Linked DNA regions of Zea mays: region 1 is linked to region 2. The links are chromatin contacts, called in public Hi-C maps. All regions are on one chromosome and are shown on one strand. Each heading gives the region's core, a stretch centred on a gene start, on an enhancer-like site or on the middle of the called end of the contact. The rest is flanking DNA. Distances are from core to core; before and after follow the strand shown. Region 1 holds the start of LOC100273430. Region 2 holds the start of LOC100216629.

Region 1 (5,647 bases), core at 805-3,304, 230 kb after region 2:
AGCTGTTGCATCTGTCTCACATGCTGCATCTGCATTGCTTCGGAATTTGCAAGCACATTTTTTGGATTGGGTTGCTCGGGAATCTTATTTACATGTCCAGAACTTTGGGGGATATGCGTCGTTTGCGCACCATTGCCCCCTGTCATAAGTGACCTCACAGCCCTTTCATTTGAACCATCCCTGTTATGCACAGGGAACTGTTGTTGCAACTGCAAGTTGCTCGAATTCACTACCTTAGCCTCTTCCCCGCCAGAAATTGAGCTGGGGGCAAGGGGTTGCCGGGGCTTCAGTAGGGCACCCTGGCTGGGAGCATTGACATGCCCTGGGGTATCACTGTTCACCTGAGAGGGCAATGCTTGCTGCTGCTGCGCAGCCATGTTTGCCTCGTTCTGCTTCTGCATGGCTGCCATCCTGTTGGACTGCCAGATGGGCAGGAGTTGAGAAATTGCACTTATGTTTGCAGGATTGGACAGATCAAAGTTGTGCTCTTTTGCCCAGGCTTGGATGGCTTGAAACTGTGTTGGTGTTATCGGGTTCCCACCAGCGCTGCCCATTCCTACCTGGCCTTGTATTGGCTGCATGGGCCTGATCATACCCATTGATGGCAACTGCTGTCCAGGGACTCCTTGAGGAGGCATAGGTGGCCTCATATCACCGCTTCTTTGCTCACTACCACTTGACTGCCCCTGCTCTTTCTGCTCACACTGCCGCTTATACATCTGGGCCTGATGAAGAGCCATAAGCTCCTGCATCTTGGCAGGGTTGTTAAGCATGTCCTGGTCTCTTGATGATGAACCCGCCATATTCATCTTGGCCTGCTGCTGGAGGAGCATCCCCTGGGCCGCCTTCTGCTGCTGCTGCTGCTGCTGCATCGCAAGCTTCAGGAACTGTTGCTGCATCGCAACCTGGTTGTGCATCTGACCTCCAACCATGCCCTGCGGTCCACCACTGGACAGCGGCAGATTCCTCTGACCCTGGAAGGACGACACTGGACCGGAGGACTGAGGGAAGTTCACGCCGCCTGGTCCCATCATGCCATGCGGCGCACCAGAGTGGAAGGCTTGCTGCTGTTCATGGTGATGCATCATTCCCTGCAGCAGAAGGTGCTGTGAACATCAGAAGTCTAGAACCTTACCAGACCAAGAAACAACAAAACTCTCATACTAGAGCATTGCATGGAGACGACAGGCAGATAAAACGAAAACGATTTGAAGGGGTCGGATTTTTCTAAAAGCAACGTAAAATTCCGTATCGGCCATACTAAAAAAACAGAGGTTATCCAAATCATTCTGGAGGAATTGAGACAGTACCAAGGTCAGACAATCCTAATTGAAAAGCGGGGCAAGACGGAATCCCGGGCACCACACACAACAAACGTGCAACAACAAATTAAAGAAATCCGACCAGGCGAAGAACAGCAGGAGAGCAAAGACAAGGACAACCGAAGGAACTGACACTGCTCCCTCCCTCACTCCACTGCCGAGAAGAGAAGACTACCGTTAGCGGGAGTCCACGTAAACACGGCGCCTTTTTCGCGAATCCCAAGGCGAGGCTCGCACGGTTTCCCACCAATCGCGTTGGCCGGGGGGCCAAGTGCGGGAAAAAACAGACCGCCACCACGACCACCACCAGAATAAATTCGAATCCCAACCAGAGCCGCGGTGTGGGGGGCAGACAAGGAAAGGCCTACCTGGCCCCTAAACCCTAGTTGCTGCGCTTGCTGCTGCGCGGACGCCGGGGTCGGCGGCTGCTGGTGGTCCGGGTGCGGCGACGACGCCGGCGAGCCCCGGGAGCTGCCGGAGGCCCCCCCGCTGGGCTGCATGGTGGCAGGCCCGGGGACAGGGGAGGAGCGGGTCCGGATGCGCTTCTAGATCTGGCCGATTCAGGGCTCCCTCATGCGCCCGCGGCAGATCTGGGTCGGCCGGGCCCGCCCGGCGCCGGATCGCCGCCGGAGACGCGCCGCGGGCCTGGGTGTTCGGGAACGGGAGATTTCCGTTCCTCACTCCCTATCTTTCGTTTCCTCGGAGGATTTCGTCGTCAGGAAGAGGGGAAGGCCGGAAGGAGATTGAGGGTGGCGGAATAGTTAAATTAGAAAGAGGTGATGGGTGTTTCGGTTAAAGAAGATGGAGACGATGACGGAGAATGGATGTATTAGAGAGTATTTGCATGGAACACCTTGTAGTTTCGTAAATTGCGTCATTAGTTCGGTGGCTGTGATCTTCTGTGGACGTTGTTGGAATGGCTCGGAATTGGAAAGTACTGTTAGTCAAGTGATTGCCGTGTATGGTTTCGCTGGTTGAGAAGTCGTACTGAATATTTGCATTTGTTACTGCAATTCAATTAATTTGCTATACTCAGTCGTATACATTTGATAAAGTTAAAAAAATTGACTTTTCAAAAAGTGAGAACGACACCGCTTTACATAGGATAGGTTTGGTTGAGAGTCAAATAAAATAGAGAAGTTTTGTTCCAGTATTTGAGAATGTAGTCATTATATTCTGTGTTTGGCAAAAGAACAGAGCCGCTCAATTTTTTATGGTTGACTAGGTAGTGCTCGTGCGTTGCTACGATTTCTATTTATTGCATATATAGACCTTGTGAAATAAATTTTAGAGAAGTCAATTCAACTTTAGTTGAACATCTTGATCTTTTCAATGATCCAAAGTTGAACACTCATAGAGTACACAACATTTATAGCTTTATATGTTGTCTTTCTCTCTAAAACCAGCACTACATGATGTTGAACTGATGATGCGCCTCACAACGATGGCTAAAGCGTTGAAGAATTCTCACCTTTGTTGCCATCTCAGATTCTCAATAGCATTTTTTTCTCTGACGAGGAAATCAACATGTCATCAATTCTTAGCCTTCCTACCTCTCTTAGCAAGTTGGGTTTTCATCGTGCCCTTTTTAGGGTTCTTTTCTACAACCTTCGCCTTCTTCGGTGCCTTCCCTACATGTCACGTGAAACATGTTGGATTCCCCATCAGATGCACTATATGTTGCAACAAGCATTGATCTGAGCAAAGAAAAAATTCTTTCGATCAAAAATTATTTTTTTCTAAATACTAAGGAAAATGCTCCAAGCAAACAGAAATTTCTTTGATTAGAATTTGCACAAAACAGTGATGGAAAGTAATTATAACTTGATCCTATGGTGATTTTATAAGCCTAATTTAAAAATAAATGGTCCAGTAATAAACAATTAGTGATGTCTTAGGGATAATAGACCAAACATATTTGAGAGCACCTAGAGGGGTGAATAAGTGAACTTGTAAATTTAAACACTAAATAGCCACAAACTTGATTATCAAGGTGTTAGTGAAATCAAGTGGCTATAAAACACGCTCGTGTGGTCAAAACAATCATAAGAAGCAACACACGAGACACACGATTTTTATCCAGTGGTTCGGCCAAGTAACACTTACCTACTTCCACATTGTGGCGTCCCAATGGACGAGGGTTGCACTCAACCCCTTTCGAGTGATCCAATGATCAACTTGAATACCACGGTCTTTTCCTTTAGAGTATTTTTCCCAGTTGTGAGGAATCTCCACAATTTGGAGTCTCTCGCCCTTACAATAGAGATCACAAAGAAGCACAAGAGTAAGGGAGGGAAAGCAATGCACACAAGACTCAAGTTCGCAGCAAAATCACGCACGCACGTGAAGAGGTGAGCACACAACACAGCGCGAAGAGTTTACAACTCGAAAGTGCTCAAATCTCAAGAACTATGATCAAAATGCGTGAGTGCAGAGTCTAGGTGCCTTAGGATGTTTCTTATAAGCTTGGTGTTCTCCTCCATGCACCTAGGGGTCCCTTTTATAGCCCCAAGGCAGCTAGGAGCCGTTGGAGATCAATTTGGAAGGCATTTCTTGCCTTCTGTCGAGTGGTGCACCGGACAGTCCGGTGCACCACCGGACAACCATTGTTCATGTCCGGTGCGCGATCTCCTTCCATATCGGGTGCATCCGATCGTTGCTCCTCGGGGCTGGTTGGCGCACCGGACACTGTCCGGTGCACACCGGACAGTCCGGTGTGCCCAACTGACCGTTGGAGCAAGACACGCGTCGCCCGCAGATTGCGCAGCCGACTGTTGGTCGTGAGCGTCGTTGGCTCACCGGACAGTCCGTTGATTTTTAGCCACGTCGCCTTTTTCATTTCCCGAGTCCGACGAGTTCGTCGCGGATGACTCACCGGACAGTCTGGTGCACCACCAGACAGTCCGGTGAATTATAGTCGTACAACTCCATCGATTTTCGAGAGCAGTTGGTTCACCGTCGGCCAGCCTGGAGCACCGGACACTGTCCGGTGCGCCACCGGACAGTCCGGTGTGCCAGGCCGAGCTGGAGCAGCCAACTCTTTCCCATTTCTTTTCTCCTTCTTTTGTCACTGTTTCTAGCACTTATACAAACACATTAGTATTAAAAACAATGTACTAAGTCTAGAACCATACCTTGTAATATGATTTGTATTTCTCTCTTTGTTTAGCACATAAGAATTAATCAATCGTGTTGGGCATTTAATCACCAAAACATATAGAAATGGTCCAAGGGCACATTTCCCTTTCAATCTCCCCTTTTTTGGTGATTCATGCCAACACATCAAAAAGCAACAAAAGAAGTGCAACATCAATGCAAATGAAGACCAAATTCTCTTTAGTTAGGATTTGGCATATTTGGATCATTCTTTGCTACCACTTGGTTTGTTTTTGCAAATCAAATTCATTTTCCTATCTCTAAGTTAAACACAGTTGTTTGGGCACATAGAGAGATATTCCAATAGTAAAATTAATCAAGTGCCAAAAATCCCCCTTTTCCCATAATCAAAATTCTCCCCCACAAGAGACCAAATTTTGCAATAAGACTATTTTGAGCAAATCATAAATTCTTACTCTATTATTTTCAAAAATTCACAAGTGGTTGGCTGATCCATTTTGCTTTGGCCTTAATTTCTCCCCTTTTGGCATTAAGCACCAAAACGGGATCATTCTTGGCCCTTTAACCCCATTGCCTCACCAAAAATGTCAATTAAGAGCAAAAAGGCAATGAGAGCATAAGTATGAACTTGGAATTAAATACACTAATACCGGAGTGCAGTGGAAGTCTTGTGTTGTCCAAGTTAAGTTTCCCTTTCAATGTACCTTTGAGACTACATCAGGTGTACTTAAACAAACATGTTAGTCTCAAAGGGTCAAGTTGTAGCACATCTCCCCCTAAATATGTGCACCATTTGCATATGGACTTGTAGGTCCGGGGAGGACTTGTACAACTTGAGCACCATAAATATACAACGAATAATGTAAATGCTCAAAGTAACATGATCAAGGGCATAGAACACATGTATGCTATAGATCAATCCAAGTTACGCGAATCTAAGACATTTAGCTCACTACGCAACCTGCAAAAAGTTTTCTCATCCAACGGCTTGGTGAAGATATCGGCTAACTGGTTCTCGGTGCTAATATGATAAATATCGATATCTCCCTTTTGCTGGTGGTCCCTCAGGAAGTGATGCCGGATGTCTATGTGCTTAGTGCGGCTGTGTTCAACAGGATTATCCGCCAAGCGGATTGCACTCTCGTTGTCACATAGGAGTGGGACTTTGCTCAGATTGTGGCTAAAGTCCCGGAGGGTTTGCCTCATCC
Region 2 (5,405 bases), core at 1,581-4,080:
TCTTTTCCTTCTTAAATGCAAAACGAATCTCTTGTCCTTTTTCTTTCAAATTCTTTGCGTTAACTGAGTGGCTCTTACATATAGAAATAAAGTTGCTGCAAGAGGCTTCATACGAAACTGAAAACTTGTTAGTCTTTAAATCATTTAGAGGGCGCCTGAAGGGCGCCAAATGTTCTAGTCTTGGATATAAAAAGAGTCGAAGCACAAAGAATGAATTCCCTGAACTTTGCCCTCTCGATCGATCAGCTGGTTTTCCAGCTAAAGACTACTACATACCTCCTCTTGTTATCTATGTATCTATCTATCGATCTAACCTCGCTCGATCGATCGATCTCACCGTTTGCATCACCCAGAAACAGTACTCAATATAATAAAGCAACCATAGTACGTACGGTAATATATATACTTAGAAAAAAGATAACATATATATGAGTTGATGATCATTATTAGTTGGGTTATCATGCTTGTTGCTGATCCAGTCATTATCTCCAATAATCCTCCATGCATTGTTTACTTGTTAATCAGTTGGGTTCCCATGTGAAAAAAAGTTGATTGCTGCTACCTGCTAGTACCTACCAGCTGCTGCATGCCACATGCAGAATCAGCACAATGCAAGTGTATGAATCAATTAACATGCGTTATTATGCACAGGCAGGTAAGCAATTAATCATGCATGCATGTATATGAAGAGATGGGGAATCATATTCAGTTGGCCAGCTTCACCTTCACAGCCGCAGATCACCGCCGCCGCCCGTCGCTAGCTAGTTTAGTCAGGTTGGTGGTGGGTATTAGTTAGCTAGCAGGCACATGCATGCCACCGAGAGCCATGCATATGCATGGTATGGTAGACACAGCAGCAGAGCAGGCACCAACATGGAACGATGATACATAGTAAACTACTGATGCTGCCCATGTGAAGAAGCCACCAGCTAGCCCTCTTGCTAAGCACCTTCCTTCCAAACTACTCTCTCTCTCTCTCTCTCTCTCTAATCACATTATTCTTTTGCACATGAATGAATATCATATATATTTAGTCCCTGGATGTCAACCACTTCCATGTGGGCCCAACCGGACCGGGCCTGGGGTGTCAGTGGGTTTAATTTGACATGTATGTATATCCTACACTAGAACGGACGGATCTCGCACCCCATGCATTATCAAGCAGAGCTAATCATGCAAACGTACGATCCCAATATCATATATATGTTTTCTATATACATACATATTCTTCTATATGCATGGTTAGTGGGACGTTTGGTGATCGAGAGAGGCATGCATGGGGTGCCACAGCTAGGGCTGGAAACGAGTCGAGTCAGGCATGACTCGGTCACTTCGCGAGCTCGGTAATGAGGTTTGGCTAGACTCGATATAGGCTCGCGAGCCTGTACACTCAAGTACTCAAACAACAGTAATTACAGTCATTAGCTCAAATTTGAAGCACAATATGTTTCATATAATAAAAAATTATGTCCCTACACTCTAGGTCCTTGTGAGTTGTGACCAAAACAGCACACTGGTCACTGGATCTAGATGACTGGACACTAGTAAACAAACTGACAACTGACAAGTGATAGATGCAGTAGTTTGGGCCGAGCCTCGAGCCGGCTCGCGAGCCTCACCGAGCCGGCTCGCGAGCCTCACCGAGCCGGCTCGGCTCGGCTCGTTAGTATAGCGAGCCGTGGAATTAGGCTCGGCTCGGGCTCGTTTAGGCTCGCGAACCTGATCGAGCTTGAGCCGGCTCCCGAGTCTCAAGCTTTTTTTCCAGCCCTAGCCACAGTTGGATCCCAAACAAGGGAAACAATTAAGCAATGAGTCATCGGCGCCGGCGGCTGGCAACATGCCAACATGCAACGCCGACCAAAGGAAACAATGCAAACACGCATTGGCCTCGAATATAGATGGCCAAATGGGCCGTGCTTAACGGGCTGACCCGAAGCACGACCCGTTTAATAGTGCCGTCGTGCTTGGGCCGCTGCCTCGGCCCGCAGTGCCGGTCCGGCCTGACACGATTATATTTTTTATTTTATAAAACATAATATATATATATATTATGATTTTATATTTGTTATTTACAACAAATGTATGAGAGTTCTATTGGTTAGTGTCGTACATATATAGGCTGATTGGTTGCCGGCTTCGCTCCCGCCCCGATTACGCCAGCCTGGGCCAGTAGATACGCGCCCGTCTCACGTCTCCACGCATGCAAGTAAATGGATAAAAAAACACTTAGGCTGCACGCATGCATACAGGTTGGACTTATGCCATGCAGGTAACCATTCATAAGCCTAAATACGGTCAACGCACAGACTGAACCTGAGCGCGCCTGACCAGGTAACCAATCATGCGTATAGTGCTCCCAACCTTGTAGAGGGAGGTTGTGGATTCAAAACTCCATCTCGCACCATTTTTTGCCATTTTTCTGGTTTAATGAGACAATATGGAAAAATTAAACGGGTCAGCCCAGCACGGCCTACCGTGCTTGGGTCGCGTCTCCGGCACGTGGGCCGATCGGACACGGCCCAATTACCTGTCGGGCCTAACGGGACCGTGCCGGGCCGCCCGTTTGGGTAACTATAGCCTCGAGCTCCCTCCCTCCCTCCTTCCAAATCTGAACACGCATTGGCCTGGATATACGGGTACCAGTCATGTTTGGGCCGATGTGAATACGGCCCATCGATGAAAAAGAAAAGCAGCCCAACTTACCTCCCTCGCGTCACCTATCCCGCACCATCGATTTGTTGGAGAATACTGCATCCCTATCTATCTATCTAGGCCTAGCACAGCTATATCCTGGGTTACGTTCCTCGCACGGCGGAGGCAAACAAACCCTAGCCGCCAGGCGCAGGCGGTCAGGGAGCGAGTACCGAGCGCCCCAGTTCACACGGTTTATATCCTAATCTACGCAGTCAATCCTCCTTAGCGGTTTCGTTAATTTGTTTGTTTCCAGCGGCCGTTGCTTCGGTGATTTTGCTTAGCTACGCTTTGGACCGGCGTTCCTTCGCTGCTAGCTAGTACCTTTTGGAAGTCAAGGAGTGCTGTCTTTCGCCTGATCTACCTAGACGCCTTTTCTTGAATCAGCGACTTCTATTTTGGTTAATTAGCACCGGTAGCCCCCCTGCTCTCTTGAGGTTCGACACGTATGGTCTTCAAAGTTCTCTGGTTGCTTTCTCTGTGTACTCTATGTTTGTCTAGTGCAGTAATGTGTTCTATTTTCTTTGGCCATGCCCATCTGAATAATGGTACTAGCTGTGCTCGAGTCTGAGCTGTAGTGTTTAGTCACTGAGAGGCAACATGAAGAGGCCTTGTAATCTGAAGCTATCTGATGTTGATACATACATTCATTGTCTTCAAAGTTCTCTGATTGCTTTCTTTGTGTACCTTGTACCTGCATATCCGATTGACGTTTGTCTAGTGCACTAGTGTTCTATTTTCTTTGACTGTGCTATCTGAATATTGGTACTAGTTGTGCTTGAGTCTGAACTGTAGTGTTTAGTCACCGAGAAGCAAAATGAAGAGGTCTTGTAATCTGAAGCTATCTGATGTTCATACATACAATCATGGTCTTCAAAGTTCTCTGATTGCTTTCTGTGTACCCTGTATCTGCCATACGCGATTGATGTTTGTCTAGTGCAGTAGTGTTCTATTTTCTTTGGCTATGCCATCTGAATATTGGTAGTACATGTGCTTGAGTCTGAATTGTTGTGTTTAGTCACCGAGAAGCAAAATGAAGAGGTGTTGTAATCTGAACTATCTGATGTTGATACATACATTCATGGTCTTCAAAGTTCTCTGATTGCTGTCTCTGTGTACCCTGTATCTGCCATACACGATTGATGTTTGTCTAGTGCAGTAGTGTTCTATTTTCTTTGGCTATGCCATCTGAATATTGGTAGTACTTGTGCTTGAGTCTGAATTGTTGTGTTTAGTCACCTAGAAGCAAAATGAAGAGGTGTTGTAATCTGAACTATCTGATGTTGATACATACATTCATGGTCTTCAAAGTTTTCTGATTGCTTTCTCTATGTACCCTGTACCTGTCATATCCGTTTGCCATTTGTCTAGTGCAGTAGTGTTCTATTTTCTTTGACTATGCCATCTGTATATTGGTACTAGTTGTGCTTCAGTCTGAACTGTAGTGTTTAGTCATTGAGAAGCAAAATGAAGAGGTTTTGTAATCTGAAACTATCTGATGTTGATACATACATTCATGGTCATGGTCTTCAAAGTTCTCTGATTACTTTCTCTATGTATCCTATACCTGTTATATCCGTTCGCAGTTTGTCTAGTGCAGTAGTGTTCTAATTTCTTTGACTACATCTGAATATTGGTACTAGTTGTGGTTGAGTCTGAACTGTAGTGTTTAGTCACTGAGAAGCAACATGAAGAGGCCTTGTAATCTGAAGATATCTGATGTTGATACATACATTCATGGTCTTCAAAATACCTATGTCTCCGTATCTAAATGATTCTAGTGTATGTTCTGTTTCTTTTCTGCCTGAAGCTATAGATTTAGATTAGTTTTGTATGTCAAGAAGCTAAATGAGGAGGTCATATGATCTGAATTGTCTGATATTCATTCATCATCCATGATCTAATCCATTACAAGTGTAGTATACATGTATCATGCCTACAGACCTTTTTTTCTGTTTCAAAGTGATGGTGTACATGTTGCTTTGCTTTTGTTGAGCTAACTTTGTTGGATCCTTTTGTTGCAGTGAGATGTCAGAATACAAGAACGTCGTTGGGGGGAGGCTAAAGCTGAAGGGTAAGGCACTGGATGTGAAGGAAGGTGGAGTCAAGAAGAAAAAAAAGAAGCATCAGCTTGAAGAGTCGTCTCAGATTGAGCACGATGAGCTCCACAAAGGTTTGTTTCTCGTCATACACTGGCCAATTTTAGACTTAATAAATACTGTTTAGTTTCTGCACAATTGGATGTGTTGATAAGCATTACTATATTTGTTAGAGGTGGTACCCATCAGCTGCTTGGTTGTGTCCATGCTACTCTCTAATAGTTTCTGGGTTTCCATGCTGTGCTGAATAACGATTTTGTTTTTTTTGTTACATAATTGTTGATGATTACCTCTCTTTAGGTATCTTGTTTTTTATATATATCCATGTCATAGTAAATAGGAAGTTGATTACTAATGCTTGTAACAATTTTTTTGCCGCATTTCTTTCTCTGTATATGCTTGGTGCTCATCTTATCTGTATTTGGATCCACGGGTTTGTAGTTTATACAGCCACTGCATATATGCTTGTTTTTTTTGTATTCATGTTTTAGTAAAGGATCTTGGAGTACTGAGGAATTCGTTATTTAGTTTGTGCTAATAAGTGTTATCAGCGGCTGTGTACTGTTTGCAGAATGAACAAGAACACTGCCTGGTCCTGTAACCTTCTTGGCCGCT

Evidence for each region. Hi-C and Micro-C count contacts between places; a contact is called where the count stands out from the background.
Region 1: a contact with region 2 is called in a Hi-C map of leaf, with 3 times the contacts expected there. The contact joins the promoter of LOC100273430 here to the promoter of LOC100216629 in region 2. A contact is called at or near these places in 2 of 25 Hi-C or Micro-C datasets (both in leaf).

Annotation. Positions count from the first base shown.
Region 1 is chr5:70,881,291-70,886,937 of Zm-B73-REFERENCE-NAM-5.0, forward strand. It overlaps LOC100273430, which reads right to left and starts at 2,055. Exons shown (of 15, transcript NM_001360251.2): 1 at 1,691-2,055; 2 at 1-1,091. The coding sequence starts at 1,088.
Region 2 is chr5:70,651,396-70,656,800 of Zm-B73-REFERENCE-NAM-5.0, forward strand. It overlaps LOC100216629, which reads left to right and starts at 2,831. Exons shown (of 3, transcript NM_001143042.1): 1 at 2,831-3,128; 2 at 4,716-4,864. The coding sequence starts at 4,720. It overlaps LOC111589397 (small nucleolar RNA R160), which reads left to right and starts at 3,286; the gene lies at 3,286-3,366. LOC111589395 (small nucleolar RNA R160) reads left to right here and starts at 3,503; the gene lies at 3,503-3,583. LOC111589390 (small nucleolar RNA R160) reads left to right here and starts at 3,719; the gene lies at 3,719-3,798. It also overlaps LOC111589391, LOC111589403 and the pseudogene LOC111589399.